Linked DNA regions of Mus musculus: region 2 is linked to region 1. A link is a contact called in public ChIA-PET data. All regions are on one chromosome and are shown on one strand. Each heading gives the region's core, a stretch centred on a gene start, on an enhancer-like site or on the middle of the called end of the contact. The rest is flanking DNA. Distances are from core to core; before and after follow the strand shown. Region 1 overlaps Itpr2 (inositol 1,4,5-triphosphate receptor 2). Region 2 overlaps Stk38l (serine/threonine kinase 38 like).

What was found. ChIA-PET counts read pairs in DNA pulled down with a chosen protein or histone mark.
Region 2: a contact with region 1 is called in an RNA polymerase II ChIA-PET map of memory CD8 T cells, with 6 read pairs. The contact joins two enhancer-like sites. A contact is called at or near these places in 3 of 115 datasets of contacts at active chromatin or transcription factors (the 230-238 cell line, CD8 T cells and memory CD8 T cells).

What each region holds. Positions count from the first base shown.
Region 1 is chr6:146,493,372-146,501,022 of GRCm38.p6, forward strand. The region is part of intron 1 of Itpr2 (inositol 1,4,5-triphosphate receptor 2); the gene reads right to left. Among named protein-coding and RNA genes, the nearest start is that of Itpr2, 5.0 kb to the right of the region's middle. Within about 2 kb of position 4,745, at least 21 of the 459 cell types and tissues checked have an H3K27ac peak or open chromatin away from gene starts, as enhancers often do. A contact at or near this core is called in CD8 T cells and memory CD8 T cells, where this site is marked.
Region 2 is chr6:146,742,686-146,750,336 of GRCm38.p6, forward strand. All of the region lies in intron 1 of Stk38l (serine/threonine kinase 38 like), which reads left to right. Among named protein-coding and RNA genes, the nearest start is that of Stk38l, 22 kb to the left of the region's middle. Within about 2 kb of position 4,511, at least 46 of the 459 cell types and tissues checked have an H3K27ac peak or open chromatin away from gene starts, as enhancers often do. A contact at or near this core is called in CD8 T cells and memory CD8 T cells, where this site is marked.

The sequences.
Region 1 (7,651 bases), core at 3,495-5,994:
CCTACAAATTGGAGCATTTCACTCAGGCAAAGTTCCACTGTGGCCCACACCACACAGCCCCCAAAGTAGCAGAAAGTCTATCTTAGCTCAGCAATTTCCCTGCTGGCCAGATCTAGGCCTTGAAACCTGACTTCCTGGGCATGAATAATGTTTTAGTTTGTTTTTTTCTGTTGTGATAAACAACTCAAGAGGAAAGTGTTTGCTTGCATTTACAAGTTACAACTCCATCATCAAGAGAAATCTGAGCAGGAGCTCAAAGCAGGCACTTGAAGCAAACACCAGGCTCCTGGTTCAGTTTCATTTGTATAAAGGTCAGGCCCATCTGCCTAGAGATGGCAGGGCCCACAGTGGGCTAGTCATTCTTACATCCATTATCAACCCAAGAAAAAGCCCCCATTGTCATGCCCATATGCCAGTCTAATGGAGGCAAGTCTTTAATTGGTCCTCTTGGGCATGTCTAGGTGACAACCAAGATTAGCCATCACAAGTGATGACTCCTAATCCAAGCAGGAATGACTTCTACCAGGTGTATAATCTAACAAATTAACAAGAGAGACAGAGAACACAGGAACTGCTGGGTGATGTCCACGTTCAGGATGCTGTCCAGCAAGAAGGTCCTCTGTTGGGAGCCCCAAGGCCAAGTTTCCCTGCCTATCTAAAGCCCACAGTGAGTCCTCCTTTCAGTTGCTTTGAGTTTCTCAAATGGCCTTGAAAGCATTTCCTGCTCTTGAGCTGGCCAGGGGTGGTTTTTGTTTATTACCAACATAGAGCCTTACTAACACAAGCCAGTCATTCTGCACTCCAGCTTTATCCAAGCAAGCAGCTAAGCAGTATGACAGGCAGGCTCCTTCAGGTCTTTTAAGATCAGACAGTGCAAACCATTATGCAAGGGATCCCTGTGAACTGTTTACAGGGTATCAAGACAGTTTGGCCTGATAACTTGTAACTTAATTAAAATGTTACATGACTTAATTAGAAATGAATTGACTTTAATCCCAGCACTTGGGAGGCAGAGGCAAGTAGATTTCTGAGTTCAAGGCCAGCCTGGTCTACAGAGTGAGTTCCAGGACAGCCAGGGCTGTACAGAAAAACTCTGTCTCAAAAAACCAAAAAGAAAAAAGAAAAAGAAAAAAAAAAGTGAATTGAACAGGATTGGAGGGCACCTCACTATCTGAAACCTTGAGGACAAGAGGTGTCAATTTGACAATTTAGTGGAAAAGTTACAGACTTGTGTAAGGTTGCAGTCTTTTGTTAGATTTATATTTGTTTGGTCCTTTGGTCTCCATGTTGAGCCTTGAGGATCCATATGTATTCTGAATGCAATGTCCAGTTCTCTTTTCGGAAGGAATTGCTGTGCAGGGAAAGCTCCTGATGATGGATTTGGAAGCAGCCACACTGCCTCAGAGATAGACTTCTCAGGACCTCCATTGCATCTCTTAATAACAACTGTAACAAGTCCTATGCTTGATCTTCAGCACAGAGATATTTTTCCAGTTATATTTTAACAGTAACAAACATCTTACTTCAGATAGGACCTCAGGAAAGCCTGTCTGAATTCTAAGAATTTAGATATGAGCTTAGATGTGTGTCAACTTCCCTTGCCCTCCCCTGCATTCATGCGAATCCCTGAACTTTGTCACTCTTTAGGACAGTGAAGCCAAGTCAGAAGGAGAGGGGCTGTGGAACTTGAGTTAAAAATAATTAGAAATGACTTTAAATCAGGTGTGGCAGTGCGCACCTGCAATGCCAGCACTCAGGAGGATCAGTACAAGTTTGAGACCACCCTGCATTACATATTGAGTTCCAGGGCAGCCGGGGCTGCAATGTGAGTGAGACTCTACCTCAGGGGGAAAAAATCCAGAGAAGCTGGACACAGCCCATAGGGAAAACAACAAATATACAACCTTGGAGATGGATAACTGAAGAATTCAATAGAAGCCTGAAATCCACAGGGCTGGTACTGTCTAAAAGTCCCCAGTCACTGCAAGTTCCTTCCTGACCAGGCTCCAGTTCCCTTGGTCATCGCCACAGTCTCTTTAAACCCATCACATACGTCAGTGTCTGGAAGCTGTTGTGGTAGTCACAGACAGTCTGACCCAAGCTCAAAGCTCTCTCTTAGGTGAAGCATGAAGCGTTTTCAGATCATCCTTCCATCTCTGCTTAGCCCAACAACATCAAACTATTTGCTTTGGGAGTTTTAGAGCTATTAAAATGAGTAGTAAAATTTTACTGGCTGTTGAAAATGAAAGAAGACAATATCAAGAATGTGCCACTGACTGTGGGTGTATTAGGATGCAGATGTCTGTCCATCCTAATGAGTTGAGCCCATGCTCTTCCTCTCCTTGAAGCCTATCTCAACCAGGTCAGACCAGCAAGAGGGGAAGAAATGGCTCTTCCAACTCTGTGACATAGTGTCTGACCTTCCCATGGCATGGCAAAGGAACTGCCTGACTCTGCTCGTGTTCATCCTGTCTCTGATGCTAATCCTAAATCTGTTTTACAGCTACTCATTAAACACCTTGTAGGCTCCATAGAGTTCCAGCTCTACCTCAGAAACTGTCTCGTGTTGGGCACAAAAGGATTCAAAAGACACAAAAGTACCTGTTGGTTTCTAGACTTGAGAGCAAAGGTATTGGATGTGTTTGTGATCCCAAAGACTTCACCAAACATCAAACCACAAGCTCTCAAAAGAAGGTCAGCTTTCCAGATAAGGATTTACAGCATCTCTTGAGTATAAGTCTCGCCCATCATAAAGGGTCAGTGACATAAGTGAAGGAATGGGTGAATGAATGAAGTCAATCAAAGCACAGCACGTGCCAGCATTAAGCACTTTGTCAGAACAGTCCCATGAACTCAGTTCTTGACAGCACATTTTCAATTTCAATATCAAAAAATATTTTTATTCTGAACAGCCTGCCATTTTAACTTATCCTCAATTTAAGATCTGTGAATAGGTAATGCTCTAACTATGTAACAGTTATTCTTTTTTAAGATTTATTTATTTATTTTGTGTATATGAGTTCACTGTCTTCAGACACAACAGAAGAGGGCACTGGATCCTATGACAGATGGTTGTGAGCCACCATGTGGTTGCTGGGAACTGAACTCAAGGACCTCTAGAAGAGCAGTCAGTGCTCTTAACCACTGAGCCATCTCTCCAGCACTGTAACAGCTATTTTTAACCAATTATTGGTTATAATTTGGAAAGAACTCACTCCTCCATTTCAAAAACAGTCGACTAAAACACTCTTGGTTTATTTCAATCACATACCAACGAAACAGTCCCACAAACTGAGACCATAGACAGTGAGTCCGACAACAGAAGCCTCGTGCTTAGGGTGGAGATTGCTAACACAGCCAGGGAGCCATTCCCAGGTGTATAGGTCATACCTGCTTGAACACGCTTTAAAAATGAGGCAGAATACACATTTGCTTTAACAAATAGGCCAGACCTCATAGCTGCTCAGCATTGCTGGCCAGACAAGCGTTTTCCATGCTACACTTTAAAACACTAATAGCAACTAGGATCCAAGTTTGAATAATGACCATGGCTGTGTTCCCCCATTTTTTCTCTACTGACAGTGACTGGAAAAATACTTTATTTATACTTTTCAAAATAAGTACTGTTCATTAAGACTAAATAAGAAACTAAGAATCCTTTAAAAATGATACAGACATCTCAAAGATGTTTTGATTAGTAGTTAAGTGAACTGTGTTGTGATTGACCTGGGACAATGTCATACAAACTCATGGTTACTTCCTCTATATCTGTCTATGATGACAGAAAAGAATGGAAAGACCAAAGGACCCATTAGCCTGCATTGGAAACTACACAGTGTATCTGAAATCCCTCCTTCCCTAACGAAAGAAGAAAGAAAAAACAAAGGAAGGAAGAGAAAAGACAAAAAGAGAAGAAAAGAAACAAAGAGAAAACTATAACTCTAAAATACATCATCAGAAAAAAAAATCAGTTCATTCAAAGTATATACACCATCTAGGTCATAAGGCAGTTTTTCTATTAAGGCAGTACAAGGGTATCCTATACAGATCTTTAGATTTAAACACCATCAGCTGGGCCTTCTGGTACAGGCCTTTAATCCCAGCACTTGGGAAGCAGAGACAAGTAGATCTCTGACTCTGAAGCCAGCTTGGTCTACAGAGAAAGTTCCAGAACAGCCAAGGCTACACAGAGAAAACCCTGTCTCCAAAGTATAAATACCACTCAAAGGAAAACTGAAAGAAACGCAGAATTTGCAACCACAATGTTCAAGGGACTTAAAAGCCACGCTGAAGGGCCTGAGATAGTTTAGTACATAAAAGCACTCACTGCACTGGGGACCGGAGCCCCCTATCCCAGTCCACACTGGAAAGAAAAAGTGAGCTAAATCCCCAATGTGGCTGACTGACCCCTACACATGTGCTGTGACACTCATGCCAGCACACAGAGAGAGAGAGAAAGAGAGAGAGAGAATTAAAAATGTAGTCACGGGGAAAAGCTAATGAGCCTCATCTTGTCAGGTGCCGCCAAAAGGAGCCTGCTAAACTCCTAAGAGTGAAACCCTACTGCAAACGCCACAGCAAGCACTCCCACAACACAGTCTTTAAAACTCATTTACACCAGAAAATATTTCAAGTAGGCAACATTTATTTACAAATAAACCTCTGTGCTGTGTAAAGTCAGCTCTCATCAACCGCCCACCTGATTTCAACAGCAGTACCATCCTGCTTCTGAACGTGTCAGAGTGATGAAGAGTTAAAACAGAAACCAGAGAGTTTCCTGTCTAATTCTTAGCTACTCCCTGGAATTTGTAATGTTACAGTGGAACAAATGAGTTTGGCTAAACAGGTGCAACATCACAGTCATTAAACCAGTACTCTGGTCTAGTTCACTCCAGCAGCTCATTGGCCTTGGAAGAAATGTTGTAATTGTATATATGGAAATATAACCTTTTCCCTATACATTTTCATTTTACCAAATTTTCATTTCTCTCTTATGCTCAAGTTTATCAATTTTATCCTAGATGAGGGAGGACAGGATCCACTATCCTTAGTCTCCAAGACAAGAAAGCTGAGGAAGAGATACAAGATATGAACAAGGCCATGTGCCAGTTAACAGCAGGTCCAAGACAGGAGCGGAAGAACAGGGAAATCACTGACAAGTGTCTACCCAGCAATTGATACATAAGACCCGTGAGCACATGGCAACAATGTAGAGGGAGCCTCAGCCTGGCTGGCTCTGGAGACTCTGACAATTACACTGTAACAGGGAGGGCACACCCCAACAGGCCCTGGGGAAGATTCTACTTTGTAAGTCTCCAGAAATGTCAAACACCTGCTCTTGAGTTCCAGCACCTATTGGCAGCTCACAGCCATTGGAAACTCCAGTTCAGGGGATCCAACAGCCTCTTCTGACCGCCAAAGGCACTGCACACATGTGATACACAGACATACATGTGGGCAAAACACCCAAACACATAAAATAATAAAATAAAATACTTTCTAAAAAATATTTTATTTGGCTCGGCCAAAGACCTTTCTGGTTTCTCAAGCTAAATAATGTCCTATACTTTGAAACCATGCATGAAAAGATCACGTGAGTGTAGCATAAAAGGGGATGGGAAGGTACAATGGAGGGCGGGAGGGAAAGGGGAAAGAATGGGGAAGAATTGGGGAAGCAAAACAAAGAATGTTTGGAAAGTACCATGATGACTCCTAATTCTGTATAAGCTAGAAAAAGAGAGAAAGAAAGAAAAACTTTAAAAAAATTAACCAAGAATAGCCATAAACAAAGCAATAAAAGGAACCTACAAAATAATAATCGTCCCAGTGACTTAGAATAAAGGTCTTAATTTTTTAATTTTAAGTCTCTTCCAAAGGCCTGCATGTTACAGGTGTGGTCCTTACCTCCAGTCGATAGTGGATAGAGAACTAAAGAAGTCATAAGAGGAAGGGCCTAGGTGGAAAGCCTCTATCTTAGCTTGCTTTTCTGATACTGTGATAAAACACTAATCAAAAAGCTACTTGGGTTTATTTAGCCTTATAGGCTACAGAGTCATGGATGAACTCAAGACATCATCAGGTCAAGCGCTCTGGGCAGAAGCCTAGAGGCAGGAACTGAAGCAGAGTAAAGAAGAGCTGCTGTCTGACTTGCTCTCCATGGGTTTCTCAGCCTGTGTTCTTATAGAGCCTAGGACCACCTTCCTGGGACCACCTGCCTGGGACCACCTGCCTGGGACCACCTGCCTGGGACCACCTGCCTGGGACCACCTGCCTGGGACCACCTGCCTGGGACCACCTGCCTGGGACCACCTGCCTAGGATCACCTGCCTGGGACCACCTGCCTGGGTTTGGAACCTCCAACCCGTGAAAGGCCCTTTGAACAACATTCACCAAGGGCAAGAAAATGTATCAGGGGGGTCAGCAACGACTGTAACCAGCCTTGGAAAACCTGTTGATTTGGGCGTGAGGGCAATCACACGCATGACCTCTGAAGTTCTATAAGCTATTGGAACCCCTGAGAAGTCTATTTCAGAAAACAAATATCCAATCAAAGTGCCAAGCTCCACCCAGGGTAGCATGTTCAAGACTCTACAACTTGAACTCTGCCTTGCGGTCATCTTAACATTATTACTTCACGAACAGGGAATGACACAGTCTGCAAACACATCCTAAGGAAACTCCACTATCAAATCACCACCGAGAAACACAGACTACAATAAGCACTTTTGATTGCCACCGAGCACACCACAGCAACAGCCATTCATGCTGGTTTTCTGTGTCTACAGTTATTATTGAAAGCAGAACAGGACACACTTGGCGGGGCGTCTGAGGCAGGAGTAGAGTCCTGGCTTTGGACACAAATACCCTCTGTTCCTTGAGTCGGTCACTTCTCTTGGTCCCCATCTCCTGGTCCCAACGATGCCTACTGTGGAGCTGACCTCCTCAGCCCTTCCAGTGTTTGCTTTGTACGCTATCCACATTCGACCTTGCAAGTGACCCTTGAACTCTTGCCTGGTCTGGGTGGTGATAATTACTGCATCAGCTAATTAACTTATGAATGTAGTCATTACGGCTTTGCCGTGGTAAGCACTTTGCCTCTCTTACCTCTTTCCTCCCCACACCCCTATGCAGAAACCACTGTGAGTTCCATTTTTAAACTCAGGAGATGTAGCCCAGATAGATTTCATAACCTGCCCAGGGTCATAAGGTTTGCAAACCAAAGGGTGGGGATCCCAGCACAAACCTTCTGTTTCTAGAGCCCCTCCTTTTAGCTGCTAAATGGTGACACCTTTCATGCCTACCAAGTTTGACAGGATTCATCAATGAAGCACTATCCTGGACCCAGACTAGACTTGGACTGTGAATTCTTTCAGAAACAACTGGATCAAGCAGAAACACTTGGACTAAGTACTTCTTTCACACTTCAATCTCAGGAGCAAATAACATGGAAAAGATATTCAATTAAACCTTCCTTCCCACAATCTGTGGGGAAATGAACAAAGAACAGGAACTGTGGAGCCACTGGTGTCCTCCAGAGAAGGCACTGGGCACGCAACACAGTCACAGAAAGGCTCTCTCCCTCACAGCCCGGGGGACAGGACTCCAATACCTAACAGCTGAGAGCAGTCACCAGCCTCAATCTCCTCAGATA
Region 2 (7,651 bases), core at 3,261-5,760, 250 kb after region 1:
GCATCTCACTGACTGAATTCCATATTTGTCGTAGAAGGAAATCCAGATTTCTGTATCTGATGACTGGACTGTGCCTCTGTGTATTCTAGGGTGGGTTCTCTTGTCATTCTCCTTGAGATACAAAATTGCTCCTGTGCTTTGTTTTTTGTTTTCTGACAGCCCCATCCCAGGGTGTCAGAGCTGTTGAACCTGCTTGCTTTGGAAGAACTTAATTGTAGACATTCTGAGAGCTAACACAGCAGAAAGTTTGACAGTTTCTCTGTGTGTGAAATGGATACTAGGAAAACAAACACAGTCCAGCTTCCTTGTCTTCATAGCCGGCCTTGTTTTCCTAGTACTCATTTCATCACGCATGGTACCTATCAGATTTTCTGCAGTACTAGGATTCATGACTCTGGGAACCTGACTTTGGAGCTGGGCATGGTGTTGTACATCCATGAGCCCAGCACAAGGGAGCCTGACGCAGAAGGATGCAGAATTTGAAGCCAGCATGAACTGCAGAGATACCCTGTCTCCATTTTTTAAAAGGAAGAAAGAGATTTATTTTCTGAGGAAAGAGCTAGTGCCATTACTATACAGGGACAGACAACAATTAACAGTAGTTCACTCTTGTGGGCTTGGGCATGAAAGGAAGCTTCACGTTTAAAGATCCTCAGTATCTTGACTTGATGCTAGGCTGACAGAGCCATTGTGTGTGATTTTCTTATCTTCTTTACTTTGTGAGTTTATCTGTTTACTTCAAACAAGGGTAGGGACTGTCTTCTCTGCTGATACCCAGGGAACAGGTGATTTGCTTCTTAGAGTAAAGCTCAGTCTTGCAGGGGGAGTGAGAGGGGCCTGAGCTATCCACTCAGAGTAGCTTCTTTTTTACTTGTGTATCTCTAAATGTCATCAGCTTTTCAAGTCTGAAACTTCTTTATCCTTAAATCAGGAATAATAAGTGCCTTCCCAGGTAAACAACTTCATTCGGGAGGGACAGAACTGCATAGTGCAAGGGAAGCCTTGGCTGGAGTCAGGCTGGTGTTGACTATGAGACTTGGAGTAAGATATATATCTTTTCATAGCACCAGTGTCTTCTGCAAAGTGAAGTGACGTCTTAGGATGAGTAGAGCATCCATACAAGAAGAGATAATATGTGTCAAGTATTAAGTATATTAATTACCTGGTACACAGATAAAGTTCATGAATTTTGAATTATACTCTTATTGTTAGTAACTTTGGAATAGTGCTAATATTTTTTAAACTTAGGAATATGGGATAGACTAATCAGATTTTAAGGTTTTGATGTTTGTTATACAGAGCTGATCCTAATAGGCATGGTGGCACACTCTGTAACCCTAGCACTTGGGTGGCTAAGGTAGGAGGGCAAGAGTATAAAGCTAACCTAAGCTGTGTAGTAAGACCTTGTCTCAATAGACAAGGAGAATAAATAATGGAAGAAATAAATAGAAGAGGCAGAAATTTCAGAACAGCAGTCATCAGAAATGGGGCATGTCTAGAAGAGGTGCCCTGTGGTTTTGTGGTTAACTTTTAAATCTGTTAAATGTTTCTTTTTTTTTTTAATCTTTTTTTGTTTTGTTTTGTTTTTGAAACAGGGTTTCTCTGTATAGCCCTGGCTGTCCTGGAGCTCACTTTGCAGACCAGGCTGGCCTCGAACTCAGAAATCCGCCTGCCTCTGCCTCCCGAGTGCTGGGATTAAAGGCGTGCGCCACCACACCCGGCTGTTCAATGTTTCTTTTCAGTGCTCTGTCTCTAACTTACTTAGAGTCTCTTGCCTGTCAGTCAGGTGTTCCACAACAAAATCTCATGTAGCCCAGGCCGGCCACAAACTTCTGTGTAGCTGAGAACTGCTGTTCTTCCTGTCTCTACTTCTCAAGTGTTAGGATTTTAGGTATACACCACCAAGTCTGGCCACAAATAGCATGGGGGAAAAATGCTGTTGTATTGTAAAAGTTGAATCAAAAGTCTATGTAGTTTGAGTCATTTAGACTGCTTTTCTCTGATGGTGTTTTTGATGTACCTTTCTGTGAGGCACAGATATAAGACAAGACACCTGTTAGGAAAAAAGCCTACTATGTCAGCACATGGAGGGTATTTTACATAGTTATTGGAGTTGCGAAGATGACAGAAGTATATTTAGCCATCAGAAATGAATTATCTTCATTTGTATGTACTCCATTATGACACTAAGATCTATCTGCCAGACAGCAAGGCTGTCTGTACAGCTAGGCTGTCCTGTTGTCATTGTGACAGAATACCTAGTTAAAACAGTGTTGGGAAGGAGGGGTTCATTTCGATCCAATTTGAGGGTACAGTCTACCATGGTGGGGAAAGCATGGAAGCAGGAGCCTGAAGCAGCTGGCCACATCTTACTTGCAGCCAGGGAGCAGAGAGGTGAATACTGGCCCTCAGTTTGTTTTTTTCTTGTTATTCAGACCAAGAAGACTTCAGTCTGTGGAGTGGCACTACCCACATCTAGGTGGTGTGCTACCTCAGCCTAATTCAGAAACTCGCATGACAACTTGTCTTCAAGGTGATTCTAAATTCTGTCAAGTTGATATTACACCCATCTAGGATTTCCCTCCCAAACTCTACAGAAAAAGTAAATGGAGGAGCATGGTGTTTGCTTGAGTCCATTACTAGTTTAAACAGAGTGGAGCCATGATGGATCTGATTCATTCACACTGTGTTTACTTCTGTTTCCTCTTTTCTTCTTCCTGGTATTTTAAGATAGGGTCTCACTATCACCTAGAGTGCTTTTCTGCTGCTGCTGTGGATTGGATATGAATTGTCTCTCTGAAAAGAGCCCCATGTGTTGAAAGCTTGTTCACTAGCCACTGGATCCAGCTTTCATTGAGAGGTGCTTGCATTGTGCTGGCCTCTGTGTACCAGAGCTCTGCCTTACTGCAGGCCCACAGTGTTTGTCACAGCAGTGGAAAGTTCACTAACACATTTACCTCTGAGAAAGACAGACCGACTACATTCACCCTACTGTGCAATAAAAGATACCTGCTCTCTCCAAACATAACTTGGTACCCTGCTCTTCCCTTCAATCTTTGACCTCAACCACTCTTGAGGTACGTAGGGAACTATATGCAACATTTCTTCTGTTTTTACTTTTTTATTTTTAAATTTCATCACTTTTAAAAAAAGATTTATTTATTATGTATACAGTCTGCTTACATGTATGCCTGCAGGCCAGAAGAAGGCACGGGATCTCATTATAGATGGTTATGAGCCACCATGTGGTTGCTGGGAAGTGAACCCAGGGCCTCTGGAAGAGTAGCCAGTGCTCTTATCCTCTGAGCCATCTCTCCAGCACTTGTTTTTACTTTTTAAAAATGTGTGCTGCATTGGGTGTGAAGCATAGTGTTGTGTAACCACGATTGTGTTTTATTACAAAGTGCCCAGAGACCTGTGTGAAGCCTGCACATCCTGCTGTGTGCTGTGATTAAGTCAAATCACCAGCAATTACTTTAAACAATTATACATGAAGAAACAACAGGAAGGAAACTCAGAGGGTTACATAGTCTTATTTTAGTGAAATTGATGTGAAATCTACTTAAAGGTGAGTTTTCTGTTTGCACAGAAAAATACCTGAAGAAGGCTGTAGTGTGTTCCTTGCTAGAAAACAAATGGGTAGAGAAACATGATCTCATAGGCTTTGTAAATCAGATAACTATAATGATTGGAGCATTACATGTTATGTACAGGTGTCCAGCATCATATGATACTCCATAAATTAGCATATTTTTATGTCAATTAAATGAGTAAAACGTAAAAAGGCAAAATAACTGTAGAATTTGCATATAATTAAATACTTTTTGTAATTTAAATTTTTATAAAGCAAGGTCTGTCCCAGTCCTTCTGGAGTAATTTCCCAGCTGTGTCACATACGCTACTGTAGCTTTAGCTTTTGCTTCTTGGAACGAGACAGAATTTCCATTCTGTTTATTTAACTAAAAATAAACTTCTCCCCCTTTTTAACCAAACCTAGTGCTGGTAAAAGTTCTGACGCAGTAATTTTGGAAAGAACTACCTCTTTCCAGAAATAGACGAGCTCACACGTTGGGTCTTCTGCATGTATTAGTAAGTTTCCATCAAATCAGGAAACTGGGTGGACTGGGTGGATGCAGGTCTCATGAAAGAGGGACTTGTCAGGATCAGACCATGGTAAGGACCTCACTTAGGTTAGTCTAGAGGGGTGGGTTCTGGCCAGGCAAAGGCTTTTAGATCACTGTCCTGTGACTGCAGTGTCCTTCCAGCAGCCCCAGCCTTCATGAGCTTCTAAAGAACTGTGACACTTGGCATTTAATTATAAGGCTAAACTGAGCTACCTACTCTAGTAGTTTGTACCTGGCACAGTAGCTTATGTGACTGATTCCTAGTCTAAAGCCCTGCTTTTATCAGAGATTCCCCACCCAGGCCATTGTGCTTTTGCACCCACTGTTGGTATGGGTTAGTCTTACTTCATTTCAGTGGTATTGTAGACTCAGCAACACTGGGTACTTTTCCATACCATTTATTCTTCTAGTCCCTGGCACACCCACAGTCTTATGGTGTGGTTATTGGGTCAGTCTTACCTGCTGTTAGCTTACCTGCTTGATTTTACTACTGTTGCCCTAGAAACCCACATGACATGCAAATACAAATAGATTGGGCTGTTTGTTATCTACCTATAGGCTAGCTTCAAACACAGTCTTCCTGGAGTATTGGGATTTCAGCTGTGCACAATCACCCCTGTTCACTAGGGGGTTTTAAAATATCCTATTTTGCTTTCTATAATTATAACATATTGTTGGTTTATATGCAACTTTTAGAAAGGGTCTTTCATTTGTATCCTTGTCTCCATGGTAGTAGAAATGCCTTGGCAAAGGAACCAGAGTCAGCCTGAGGCTGGGATGGTAAACCACATTCTTTCCAAGTAAAGACCCTAGAGGGAAGAGTCTACATTTTTTGTAGGAAGGTACAGCTGAGGACAGAGGTGAGAGGATTCCTAACTAAATGTCAGAATCTAGCATACAGCTATGAAAATGAAAGCTTGGTTTCATGTGGTAACACTGAAGAGAGGTTGCTAGAGTCAGCCACGTTTTGCAGTTGCTTATACCATCTACTCTTATAGGTCATGGATTTTTTTTTTTTTTTAAGACAGAGTCTCACTCATGTAACCCTTGCTGGCCTGGAACTTGCTATGTAGACCAGGCTGACCTTGAACTTACAGGTTCCAAAATGCAGGGATTAAAGTCATATGCCACCATATAGAACTTCTCATCTAATTTTTAAGAATGTTGTTACTTTTTTTAAAAAAATCTTTCAGATTTATTTATTTTATGTGTATGAATATTTTTCCTGTGTATACGTGTGTATACTGTGTGTGTGCCTGGTGCCTATGGAAGACAGAGGAGGATATCAGATATCCCGGAACTGGAATTGTAGATGGTTGTGAGCCATGCTATAGGTACTAGGAACTGAACCCAGGTCTTCTGCATGATCAACTAATGTTCTTAACTATGATCCTTCCTTCTAGCCCCTTTGTTCATAATCTTAGGATGTTTCAATTTGTGAACGCTTAGATTTCTTGCTTTGCCATAAGTTTTAAAGTGGAAAGAAGTGAGAAAAGTAAAATTGGCTACAAAGAAATTGGCCTTAAGAATAGCATTCTTTGTTTAGTGAGGTGGAGCTCAGGGGAAGACTGCCTGCTTTGCTCACCCAAGGCCTCAGTGGATCCCCAGCACCTTGAGGCTCACTGAAGTGAAAGTGCTGATAACAGATGACTGAATACCTTCAGCACACAGCTCTGGTTGCATTTGGTAGTTCTGTAATTGGTGATGTAACTCGGCCTGTCCCTGAATTTGAAAGGCACCTATTTCATATAGCATAGATAAAAAGGATACTTTGCACACTGCACACTGAGCACTGTGCCTGACAAGGCCACCTTACAGTTGCTGTCACTGTTTTATCTTAAGACCTATCAGTGCTGGAAAGGACTCCTTTTAAATTCTCAAATAGCAATTTCAGATATATGCACATTTCAAAAGTTGGCATTACTTACAAATTAGCTTCTTGACTAACGGAACAGTTCTTCCATTAGCAAAATGCATGAAAGTTTAAGAACTTATGATTGTGCAGTGAAAGGTAATCAAAACCTGTGTGTCCTCCAGCTCCCCCCATGCCCCACTCTAAGCATTTAATGCAGTGAAGGTCTTCGTATTTATGGAATATATGAGAAAAACAAATGAATTTGAGTTTGAGTGGAAGAGAATTAGGTTAGCTATAAAAAGAACTTTCTGACTACTGGCTGCCAAACAGATAAGAGGAGCTACTCTTTCAGTGGTAGGAGACAGCACCTGCCGGAATGTTCCTTTTGGGCCCAAGACTGTTGGGCTCATAGGAGTACATCTAAAGGCAGCTCAGTCCTGAATTTTACCCCCAGCTCATGGGCAGTGGCATCTTTGCCGAGATTCTATCTGCCCTTCAGTGATGACTACTCTCCCTGCTCAGACAGTGAGCATTCAGTGTCCTTTCCCTTATTTGATGAACAGATGAGGCAGCAGAGCACAGGCAGATTCTATTTTAAAACTCAGAAATAGTTGCAGGGATCCTGACATGAGAGTCCTTTAAAAATGGCCCTTGAATGTGCTAAGAAAGCCTGCAGCCCCCAGATGATAACAGTGAGAAGGGGGATGCTTGGGTGATGGTCAGCATAGCACAATCCAAACTGGGGTGTGGCCATTACTTTAATAAAAACTGCCTGAAGAGACAGCACAGTGGGTGAAGCGTCATGCAACTATGAGAGCCTGAGGTCAGATCCTAAGCACCCATATAAAGCTAGACATGGTAGGTTGAACACCTGTAATCCTAGCTCTCCTACAGTGAGGTGGGATCTAGAGAGAGACAGAATTCTCAGAAGGTTGCAACCAGCTAGCCTGGCATATTCAGTAGTGTATCTACAAGTAGTAGTATCTACAAGGAGATCCTGCCTCAGACAAAGTGGAAGGGAAGGACTGACTTTCACATCTACCCACACCCACACAGACAAATACATACATGTGTATACACACATAAGTTACATATGCTGGCTCAAATAAGTGAATAATAAACTTTAAATATCTGGGTACACATATCTTAGTTTGCAACTATTTTTACTTAAATTTCTAAGTCTTTGAATTGTTGAAGTAGTTTTGATGTGAGCCTGTGTGGGTTTGTAGGAAAGTCCCATTCTTTTAACATAAGTTCCTCTGTGAGCTCAGACATTGTGAGCCTTTTCCCATTTTCAGAACTTTGGAGTTACTTAACTGTTAGCATTATGATGTGATATCAGCTACTAAAATAGAATGTGATTGTTACAGCGTCCAGATGTGCTCCAGTCTCTTAGATGAGTGAGCTTTTCCATAGATAAGTAGAACAAAGACTAAAATCAGGTGGGTAGGCATGGTGGTGCACACCTTTAATCCCAACACTCTGGATACAAAGACAGGCAGATTTTTTCCTGTGAGTTAGAGGTAAGCCTGGTCTGCATGGAGAGTTCCAGGGCCCCTAGATCATAGTAAGACCCTATCTTGAAGAAGAAGAAGAAGAAGAAGAAGAAGGAGGAGGATGAGGAGGAGAAGAGAGGAGGTTAATAGTAGGAGGAGAAGGGGCAGGGGAAGGA